Regions from separate parts of the Gossypium hirsutum genome. Here region 1 is linked to region 2. A link is a contact called in public Hi-C data. All regions are on one chromosome and are shown on one strand. The core of a region is the stretch at or near the end of the contact, and the rest is flanking DNA. Distances in the headings are between cores, read along the strand shown.

Region 1 (5,583 bases), core at 680-3,179, 290 kb before region 2:
GAGGTGCATTAACAATGGTGTGTACGAAGTTGGTGTAACTCAATCCGTGGCCAAATGGGTACACTACGGGACCTTTATAGAACCTATAAGTTCTTCCAGGATAATTCCTATGCGTACTCGAACGCATGGCCATGTCCGTCATTGCCAAATTTGAAACATAATCTTGTGGGTACCATGTCATAGGCAACTTGCCCCCTGGATTGGTTGTACCATACAATACATCGGCTATAGCGGCCCCTCCTGCTTGGCCTGGATAACCAACCCACAAAATGGCACCAATACGAGGGTCGTTTTTAGCGAAAGAAACATCGATAGGCCCACCTGACATTAAAACCAGTACCGTCGGACCCTTGGAAGCCTTGGCTACTTTTGAAACAAGTTCCTGTTGGCGCCCTGGCAAAAGCAACCCTGTTCTATCTCTGAATTCTGCTTCAATCGATTGATCGAGCCCCATTACTAGAACTGTCGCGTCTGCTTGACGAGCAGCATCAATCGCAGCACTAAATAACTTGTCATCTCAACAAGCAACATTGGCACATCCGAGTTGGTGAATCGTTTTCACATAGTTCCCTATTCCTTGCAAAGGAGAAGTGTATCCACAAGCAACACCTAATCATTAAACATTAATACATAAGTTCAATTGTCCATATCCCATTAACAACAAAGGGAAACAAAATCATTATCATAATGGTGTACCAGCATAGTTTCCAATCATGCTAACAGTAGCATCGGAATTAGGCCCAATAACGGCAACTGTTCGGTGACGTCGATGAGACAAAGGCAACGAAACACCGCGGTTTTTAAGCAAAACAATCCCCTGTCTCGCAGCTTCCAACGCTAGCTCTTGGTTCGAAGGAGTGCACACGTCTTTCGGTCCTAACTTCCCAAATGGTTGCACAGACGACTCACCATCGAACATACCGAGTCTCATTTGAACTCTAAGGGTATTAACTAAAGCATTATTAATATCAACCTCATTCAACAACTTTTGTTTCACAGCATCTTCACTATGTTGTGCCAAAAATGGTCCACAATCCAAATCCAAACCAGCTTTAATGGCATCAGCAGCTGCTTGTTCCGGTGTTGTTGTGTAATGTTGGGTATTATAAAACACACCAACTGAATCACAATCCGAAACAATGTACCTGTAAAAACCAGACCAACATGAAAAACAGGGATCATTAAACTGATATGTCTTAAAATGATTGACTTACCCATCGAGTTTCCATTGACCTCGTACTGTGTTTCGCAGGAGATTAGGATCGGCACAGGTAGGGACACCATTAACTTCATTGTAAGAGCACATAACACTGGCTACATTGCCATCTTGTACACACATTTTGAAGGGTACATCAAATGTGTCCTCTATGTCTTGTTTGCTTACCTGCATAAACGTGTGAGAACCCACGTGAGAATCGAACAAGCCTGTCTTATTTTATTATTATAAATCTTTCCCTTTGTTTCATTGTCTGAATTTTTATTCTGGAAGGAACTGGAAAAAAGCAGAGCATTTGGATAAAAAGATTTAATATATTTAAATGATATCAGACAAAGATTTAATTTAGACAGTCGAGAATATGCCATCCTTTGTGGTCCATATTTCAGCTTTCTTTATTCAAATTCACGATATTATTGTTTTATAATTGGTTCGTTTTATTTCACCATTTATATCGTTTCACTATAGATTATAATATCAAAAATCATTTATCATTTTTATAGGTGTTAGATGTATTCATTTCCGTTCCATCCCGTTTTAATTTCAATTTTAATAATATTAGTGAAAATTAAATTATAATAAAAAATAAAAATGAAGCAAGGTGGTTGAGGAGAAAATTGATTATTCCAGCTGGTAAAATCCCAAGGTTGGCCCCATTCACCTACATCTTGAAAACTACAGCTACATTTTCCAAGGTGATCTTATCACGAAAAATTAATTGTCACTATTTACAATATCCATACCCCCAGTCCAATAATTGCACTACACCCATCAATATCATATGAAAGTTATAAAACTAATAAAGTACATATCCTAGTAAAAAAGCTTAATAGTAAAATTGCTTGACAGATCCTTATATTGTAAGAATCTTATCAAATTAATCCATTTACTATTAAATGGATCCCTTTAATCCTTGCCCTTATAGTTTTGTAAATGAAAAAGTGATCAATTATAAAAATAAAGAGCGACTTGTTATGATATTTTACCAAAAATTGAACTGACCTGTGCATTAAAGTGGAACCTATCAACACCATTCCAGTTATCGAGATCATAGGCAGTGAAGTGCTTACAACACGCCGCCACTTTCAACCTATCACCGTCATTTCCCTGTAATCCCTTCACGTAATAGGCTGCATATGTACCGGCCAGAACCGGATCTTCACCAGGCGTCTCCTGTCCACGGCCCCACGTGGGTCCCTAAATATGTTGACATTCGGACTCCAGTACGTGAGTCCAGCTGATCCACCGTTGTACATAGCCCTTGCCTCATCCGACACCACCTGCCGCCGCCCATCCCATAAAACAAATTAATTATTTATTTGTGGTAAAATTACGCTTGCAAGTTGCCTGGAATGCTATCCAATAATAATGATTCCACTTGCAAGATTGATGATTTTGTGAACCAATCATAACACTGTGAAATGAGCAAATTGCGAGACATGGATCTTACCTTCTTTGTCTTGGAGTTCAAGAAAAGCATAAAGCTAGCCATGACGTTTATAATCTTTAATCTATTTGTATCAAAGTGTGAAACACAAATATCTAATATATATTTAAAAATTTAGTATATATTATTTTTAATATAATGTTTAAAATTATTCATAATTTTTAATTTATAAATAAAAAAATAATATACTTTAATATATTCGAATCTATATCTTTTTATATAAATAATAATACATATATTAATTAAGTTAAGACTCAGTCATCAAATTTAAGTGATGATGATAGCTTTATGGATAATATTACTTCATCTAATAGTACTGAGGTATGACTGTCTGTCAAAGTATAGTGAAATATAAAAAGAAATTAAGCATATTGCAATTTTTTAAATCCACAATTGAGGAAGCTGACATATCTACCATACTAATAGAAGAGGCTATGTCATACAAAGTTAACTTCTCAATAGCTCATAAAATTATCATTCAATCCACTTGTCACCTTTCTTTTTCTAAAATAATTCTACATATACCCAATAATTATCATTATCGGTCTAAAATTTAATTAGTTTGCGTTGAATTATAATGAGTGTATAGATCGAGTTAATTTTTTTGTGAGATTATGTGTATAAGAACTTATAAATATATGTCTATAGGCATAAAAGCTACTAAACATATCATGTCAATGAATAATATTTATATTATATAAATATATAGATCTCGAAAAACAATCAACAATATTATTTTAATTTTTTTAATCTTTAAGATGACAAAAAGAATAAGAACTTACTAGTCCAATAGCTTCCCATAACGTAGCATTGAAAGAAGCAGCAGTCGTGATTACTTGAGGGAAGCTAGTTGCACCAGGGAATGCCCCACCGAACTTAGTCCCAGGACCCACATCAGAGACCCCATGAAGAGCTTCCGACCACCATTCGTACCCTTTGATCCCCAACCGTGGAATTGGTGCCGCACCGTTTATCAACAACCTTACTTTTTCTTGCAACGTCAACCTCCCTACAAGGTCATTCACTCTATCCGACATCGGCATCGAAACCTTGCAAAAAGGAAAGCCAGCCGTCACCGCATCTTTCGGGTCACAAGCAAATGGATCAACGGCTTCACCAAAAGCACACAAGAGAAGAAGGGAGAGGATAATGAATTGAGGTGGTGAAGGCAATGTGAGGCTGCCAATACCCATTTTCGTTTTTCTGAAATTGAAAGTGGGTTATTATTTATGGTACAAAGGCTAATGTAGGGGAATTGTATGGTATTTATAAAGGTGGAAACTTTGGGCTAAACAATGGCAATTGGTAATGCAATGTAATGGGACTTAACTTTTTGATCATTACATGCCATGCCCACATGTTATCTTTTAACTGCTAAAGTAAAACATTTTTATTTATTTTCTCAACAGATTTAAGGAAAAAAAAATATTAATTACTTGAATATTTTAGTTTTTAGTTCTGAATTTTATTTATGGGCGCCGTAATATGTCACATAACATTAGTTAAAATAATTTTTATTTTAAAAAAAAAGGTGGGAAGGAGTGATGTTTTTGAAAGTGAAAAAGTCTCATGTTGCCACTGACAGATTCTTTTTATTTATTAAGATTTCACCGTTTGTAATTTTTTAAACAAAAAGAGATTTACGTCCAATTTTTTTTATTATCATTTTAAAATGAAAATAAATAATAGAATTACTGATTGAGTATTAACTTAATTGATATGAATATTGTTATTAGTATAAGATAATGTGATTTTGAGTGTGCTGAAGCGCAATATCCTCCTATTTAAGGTGAGCGCTTGATCAAATCGAGTGAAAAAATTTCGAGTTCACGAGTCTTATTTTATCGTCCTAACTTAATTTGAAAATTTTTTGAATCAAGTGAAATTGTTCGAGTTAAATTAAAAAAAATTAAACATGTCAAAAAAAATTGTTACAATATAACTAATTTCATATTAGAGCACATAAATCTGAAACCATATATATTTTTTAAAAAATTCAAAGCAAAATAAAAAAAATAAGATATTTAAAAATTTGAATCATTAATTAGGTCCCAAAATTATTATTTTAGAAATTTTTTAAAATTTTAAGTTTTTTATATATTTTTATAATTTTTTTAAAATATAAAATTTGAAATTTTTATAAATATTTTGAATTTTGAAAATTATTTTGATTTTTTTTGTAACTTTTGTTGTGAGAGAGACCAATTTGTTTATTTTCAAAGTTGATAGAGATTAAAAGGGTATTTACACCAATTTATTATTTGAATTATTCGAGTTATTCAAATTGTAAAATTTAACTCAACTTGAACTCAAAACTCGAATTGAGTTATTTGGATTGACTTATTTGAATTGACTCAAATAATTCAAATAACTCAATTTGATTAACTCAAAATTTAAAAAAAAAATTCGATTTTTTCGAATCGAATCAAATTTTGTTCACCCACACTCCTATTTATATAGGTTGGGAGGGGCTACGAATATTTATAAACATTGTATTAAAAAAATAGAATTAATCTAAAAATAACAAAATAATATTTTTTTATAAAATAAAACATCCATTGATGAAAGAGAGTTATAACTTAGAAGCATACATGAATATAAGAAAATCTGAGTTAAAAACCCTAATTGTGGATTAGGAGACTAAAATATTACTAATAATTTAAATATTTAAACTTCACATGCGAAATATAATATGACTAGAATTATATTTATTAAAAGATATCTATCACATCTTAAATCGATTTATGGAGTATTTTATTTTACAATAATAAATATTTTTTTCATATATGAGAAAATTTGTTACCAAATCATTGAATTTATAGAGAAAGTACCAAGCAAAAGAGCTTGGCTTTGAAGAGAGGTCAAGCTATAATAATTAACAAACATTTACTAATTACTACTCCAAACAACATTCATTCCA
Region 2 (5,437 bases), core at 597-3,096:
ATCTGTGATCTAAAATCAACGTAAACGGCCCTCGTTTTCCGGTCATTGCCAGCTATCTAGTTGTAAGTTTATGAGAAAACGTTTAGTCATGTATTAGTTTATAGTTGAGAAAACTCGAAATTCAGAAACTGGGGATTGTTGGGGGGGTCTGAAGCAAATTGTGACAAAATACGATGATATTTTTATTACTCTATTTTAAACTCTGGATTTGATTGTTTAAGTTGCAAAAGATTTGAATGCTAGGGCAATACGGTCAATATGTTCGTTGTTCAAGCTCAGCCCCTTCAAAAAGCGGGTTTTACTTTTTAAAATTAATAAAATATTTTTTGTGGATATTTTATATATTTTTTATTAAGTAAAATTTTTTAATATTTATTTTTTATTATGTAAATTGAATTTGGGCTGGGCTGGTTGAATCGGGTCCAGGTGAAAAATCCCCATTTAATTGTGAAATGGTACATTTTCATTCGCATAATGTAAATTTTAAAGCTAAATCTCGTATGCATGTATAATTTTTATGAAACGTATTTGAGAGTGTCACTCAAGTCAGGCTGGGTTGGGCAAGTCATTTGGCCCTTGAACAGGACTACACATAAATCAATGTTTTTTTATTGGCTTTAATGATTTAGTTTGTATTTGGTTTTATGTGACTAGTTAGATCATTGATGATCAATTTAATTAGTCAATTCGATTAGATTTTAACATTATTTATCCTAACTTAAATTTATTTAGTCAAAACTTTGAAAATTTTGTTTGAGATGATTTAACTTGCAAAATTATCACATGATTTAAACTTGAAACCAGCTTGACACATGTAATTGGTCGGAAAATTATCCACTTAATTTATTGGAAATAATTTTCCACTTAAATGATTGATTAATTATGGCAAAAAAAAATTAATTAATTTAATTTATGATATTCTGTTTTTGGTTTCATAGGGTTTAGAGGACCCTAAGTTTAGGCATGTGCATTCCAAATAAATTTATTGATTAATTTTTAATAAATATCTTTATCCCTTGACACAGAAGGGATCATATACAAATAAAATTTCTTTTTCCTTAATGAAAAATAATAAAATAATTATTACTTAACATCACTTTTTTTTATTTGACTTAAAACACAAGCAAAGAATGCTTAATAATCTTAAAAACACTATAGACAAAATTTAAGGATGGATTCAGATTTGTCAAATATATTCAACATCGCTTTGCTATATGTCTTATCTAACTTTAATTGCACAGCCTCCCTAATATATTCAACATTGCCCACCACTAGGGTTAGTATAACTTTTAGTACTTAAGCTTCATTTTGATACTTATATTCTTTTTAGCTCACTTTGATATTTAATTTTGGTCCTTGTGTTTGGTATATGTAAATGTCTGATAACGTGACGCTTTGAGATTGTGCCATCCTATTACCTAAAAATTTTAAAAAATATATTTCTTTTTAATTTTCAAGTGATGATAGGTACGATTGTTGGAGTGGACCGGCCAAACATATTGGACCAGAAATCGACTAGGATACTACTTTGGACAAAAAGTTGAATTGACTTTTGAGCGAACCACTCGAAATCAATCGAATGGGCTAAAACTGGATTGATCAGTTGAATCGTGAACTAGTGGTCTAACTAATTCGAACATCAATTATATTTAAAAACTTTGATAACATGGCACAATCTTAAAGTGTTGAACCCTCAAATCTTTAAGAATCCAAGGTCAAGGAACTAATTACCAAGTTTAAATATAAAAGTAAACCAAAAGGAGTATAAATATCAAAGCGGACCTAATTGAGAAGTTCAGGGGCTAAACATTATATTAACCCTATATATATATCTCATATATGGCTTATTGTTGCCGCCAGCTATGTCTCTCGTGTCGTGTGGAGAAGTGGTTCATATTCTAGTAATTCTCGATTTCTATATTTTTTCCCTGTTAAACTATTTGGTTATTATTATTATTATTATTATTTTTTGTGTTTGGTAAACTAAAAACACTAATGGTCAATTATTTTACAGTCGTTTCTTTTGATAATTTCGTACTTTTATCCTCATCTATTCATTAACATGCTTACATGCATCTCTGATAAGTTTCCTCTACCTAATCCCATTGAAAAACTATTCTTTTAAACTATTTTTCCTTTTTTTTGAAGCATTTTTACTTGTGAAGCTTCCATTGATGGAGAAACAAAGAAGTTTCTCATTGAAATCCACTAGATTCTTAGTGTTTTCTTTCACAATTTCTTCTTCTTTAATCTTCTTGGTTCTTTTATTTACTTGGGTCATCAAATCTAACCCTTCAATCCATCGAGAAACCCATTTTCAGTTCAATAAACCACTTTTTAATCATAAACCCATAACCATAGAGAGCTCAAGTAGTTTCAGTAGCAATGGTTCTTTACAGAGTGTAAACCATTCGACCCATTTTTTGAAACCTGAAAATGAATCTAGGTCTGTAAAATTTTCAGTTTTTAAGCAGATCCAGAGACAAGAAAGTGAAGGTGAAGTTGTAGAAGATGGTGATGGTGATGGTGATGGTGATGGTGAAATTGAGGATGCTGAAGAGGATACACCTGCACCTACAATGGAAGAAGACATTGAAGTTGATGATAAACTTGAGCTTCTAAAGGAACACAAAGAACTGAAGATGACAAAAGTGAGTTCAGTTGATGAATTTAAAGCTCAAGGTGATGGGAAAATGGAGGAGAAGAAGATGAATGGCTGTGATGTAACGAAGGGGAAGTGGGTTTACGATGAGAGCTATCCACTCTACACAAATGGATCATGTCCTTTCATTGATGAAGGTTTTAATTGTGGCACCAATGGAAGGCAAGATAAGGATTACATGAAGTGGAAATGGCAACCACAAGACTGTGATTTTCCTAGGTAAAAAGATTGATTTACTTGATACTTTCTTGGATATTGTTGAAGGTGGATTCCTTTAAGAGAAGTTTTGAATGTGTCGATTATTTAATGCCGTTCTGACCCCAACAATGGAAGATAAGGTATGCTTGCTTCGGTAGATCACGGGAGATAAAGTTCCCACCAAAAAGATACCTGACATTGTTGGGGTTTGGCCGATTATCCGGCATAAGATAGTTCGAAAACTTCTCCTAAAGGTCGACCTTCCTCAAAGAATCTAGCAATTGATGCAAGCAAAGACTCTTTCTTTCTTCTTTTTTATGTAGGTTCAATGCTGCAAAAATGCTGGATTTGATCAGTGGGAAAAGACTGGTCTTTGTGGGGGATTCAATTAATAGAAACCAATGGGAATCCATGCTTTGTATGTTAATGTCAGCTGTAAAAGATCCTAAGAAGGTCTATGAAACTCATGGAAGAAGAATCACCAAAGAGAAAGGGAATTATAGCTTCAAATTTGTGGTAATTTAATTGATTGTTTAAAGTTCAATGAACTTGTTCATATGTTTGAAAATTTGAGGCATAGTTGAATTATTGAGGTTGTTTTTCTTTGCAGGATTACAAATGTACAATTGAATACTATGTTTCTCATTTTCTAGTTCATGAAAGCAAGGCAAGAATAAGGCAAAAACGGAGGCCGACTTTACGGATCGATGCCATCGATCACGGTTCTTCTAAATGGAAAGGAGCTGATATTGTGGTCTTCAACACTGCACATTGGTGGTCTCATTTCAAAACAAAAGCCGGGTTAGTTCCATTATCGAACTGTGGCTCTTCCAGTCTTGTCATGTATGGTTTTCAATCTTGCATTGACTGTAAGCTAGGGAAGTTCAAACAAGGTTGTCTGAATGTTTAGTTCCCTTGTAAGAATTAGGATGACATCGTTGTGATAGTGAGCTAAACATTTATATATCCTTCTATTGGGTATTTTTTTTTATATTTTAGGATCAACTATTATCAAGAAGGGAACCAAGTACATCCCAAGCTTGATGTTTCCACAGCTTTTAGAAAAGCTTTGATGACATGGGCAGGATGGGTTGATAGACACATTAATCCGAGGAAAACCCGAGTTTTCTTTCGGAATTTGGCTCCGTCCCATTTCAGGTTTGCTGCTGTTCTACGCTTTCCCTTTAACATCTTGGATCAGCCGACCTAAAACAAAGAAAATAACATCTACTTTTATCGGTTACAGGGGAGGACTATGGAATTCAGGCGGCCATTGTATGGAAGCTACTTGGCCTCTTAATGACACTTCAGGCATGGAATACCCTGAGAAGAACAGAATTGTGGAAGAGGTCATTTTGCAGATGAAAACTCCGGTAACGTTACTGAATGTAACCGGTGTATCTGCGTATAGAATCGATGGTCATCCGTCAATATACGGGAAAAAACCAGGGACTCGTTACTCTTCCAACATTCAAGATTGTAGCCATTGGTGCCTTCCCGGTGTTCCAGATACATGGAATGAAATTTTGTTTTTCCATTTGCAATCCAAAGAAAAATCCAAGTATCACTCAAAAATTAGATTGTGATCTTTTTAACACATATTATTCTTTTAATTATTTTTACCTTGTAATATTGTGAAATATCATGCAAAATGTAATATTTTAGGAGATATCTTTTCAAATGCGATTTGAGAATATTTAACTGAGGTTAATTTTTGTTGATTCCTCTTTGAAAATGTGTTAAGCCTTGCTCTGGTGATTTTACACTGCTCTCAACCTTTGGGTTTGGTCCTTTTGAAAGGTTGAACTTTTTTTTTTTAAATAGAACGAATTGATATTTTATCTTAGCAATGCAATTTAAAAAATTTATTTTACAAGCCCTTTTAGAGCCTTTTAGAGCAAATTAATCCTTTCAAGTTAACTATAAAAATCGAGATTTAATAATTGTACATTTTAATTGACAAAATTGTAAACAATTACTTTTATTATAGTTTTTTTATCATATAAGCTCTTTATGATATAATAACTAAAACTACTCATAACTCTTTCTAAGCTCTTAATTAGGAAAATAATGTGTTTCAGCATACTTGAACACATGACCTCTGATAATAATGTCGATGTCAATTGTAAACATTTTAAAATGTTCATTTGTCATGTTGTAAAATAACCATGAAAAAATAATATTTTATTGTTTAAGCTTAAAGATAGATTTAGCTACTAACATTTACATGTTTTGTCAAGATAGCTCAAATTATATTTTTGAGTCTTTTGTTGCCATCAACCTTTGTTCTTTTTTTCAATTTATTTTTTTCTAACAAATTTAATGAATAAATTCAATATTTCAATCTTCCATATATTTGTTTACTGAGAAATTTTTCTACTGAGTTAATTTTTTTAGATAATTATACTTATTTTTTTAAATTAAGAGTTGTTTTTAAATTTAATGCATTATTTATTTCATTATTTTCCATATTTAATTATCTTATTGTGTTATCTAAGTAATATATAATTTTTTAATGATACTTTCAGTGAATCTATTAGAAAACAAATTGAAAAAAATAAACCAAATATTGGTGGC

The links. Hi-C and Micro-C count contacts between places; a contact is called where the count stands out from the background.
Region 1: a contact with region 2 is called in a Hi-C map of leaf, with 1.9 times the contacts expected there. The contact joins the enhancer-like site here to the promoter of LOC107940571 in region 2. A contact is called at or near these places in 2 of 34 Hi-C or Micro-C datasets (both in leaf).

Annotation. Positions count from the first base shown.
Region 1 is chrA12:84,989,202-84,994,784 of Gossypium_hirsutum_v2.1, reverse strand. It overlaps the pseudogene LOC107925522. Among protein-coding and RNA genes, the nearest start is that of LOC107925622, 13 kb to the right of the region's middle. Within about 2 kb of position 1,929, at least 6 of the 9 cell types and tissues checked have an H3K27ac peak or open chromatin away from gene starts, as enhancers often do. A contact at or near this core is called in leaf, where this site is marked.
Region 2 is chrA12:84,703,852-84,709,288 of Gossypium_hirsutum_v2.1, reverse strand. LOC107940571 (protein trichome birefringence-like 6) reads left to right here and starts at 1,846. Exons shown (of 5, transcript XM_016874015.2): 1 at 1,846-2,881; 2 at 3,184-3,376; 3 at 3,471-3,661; 4 at 3,860-4,018; 5 at 4,107-4,571. The coding sequence starts at 2,175. The coding sequence ends at 4,446. It also overlaps the pseudogene LOC107940570.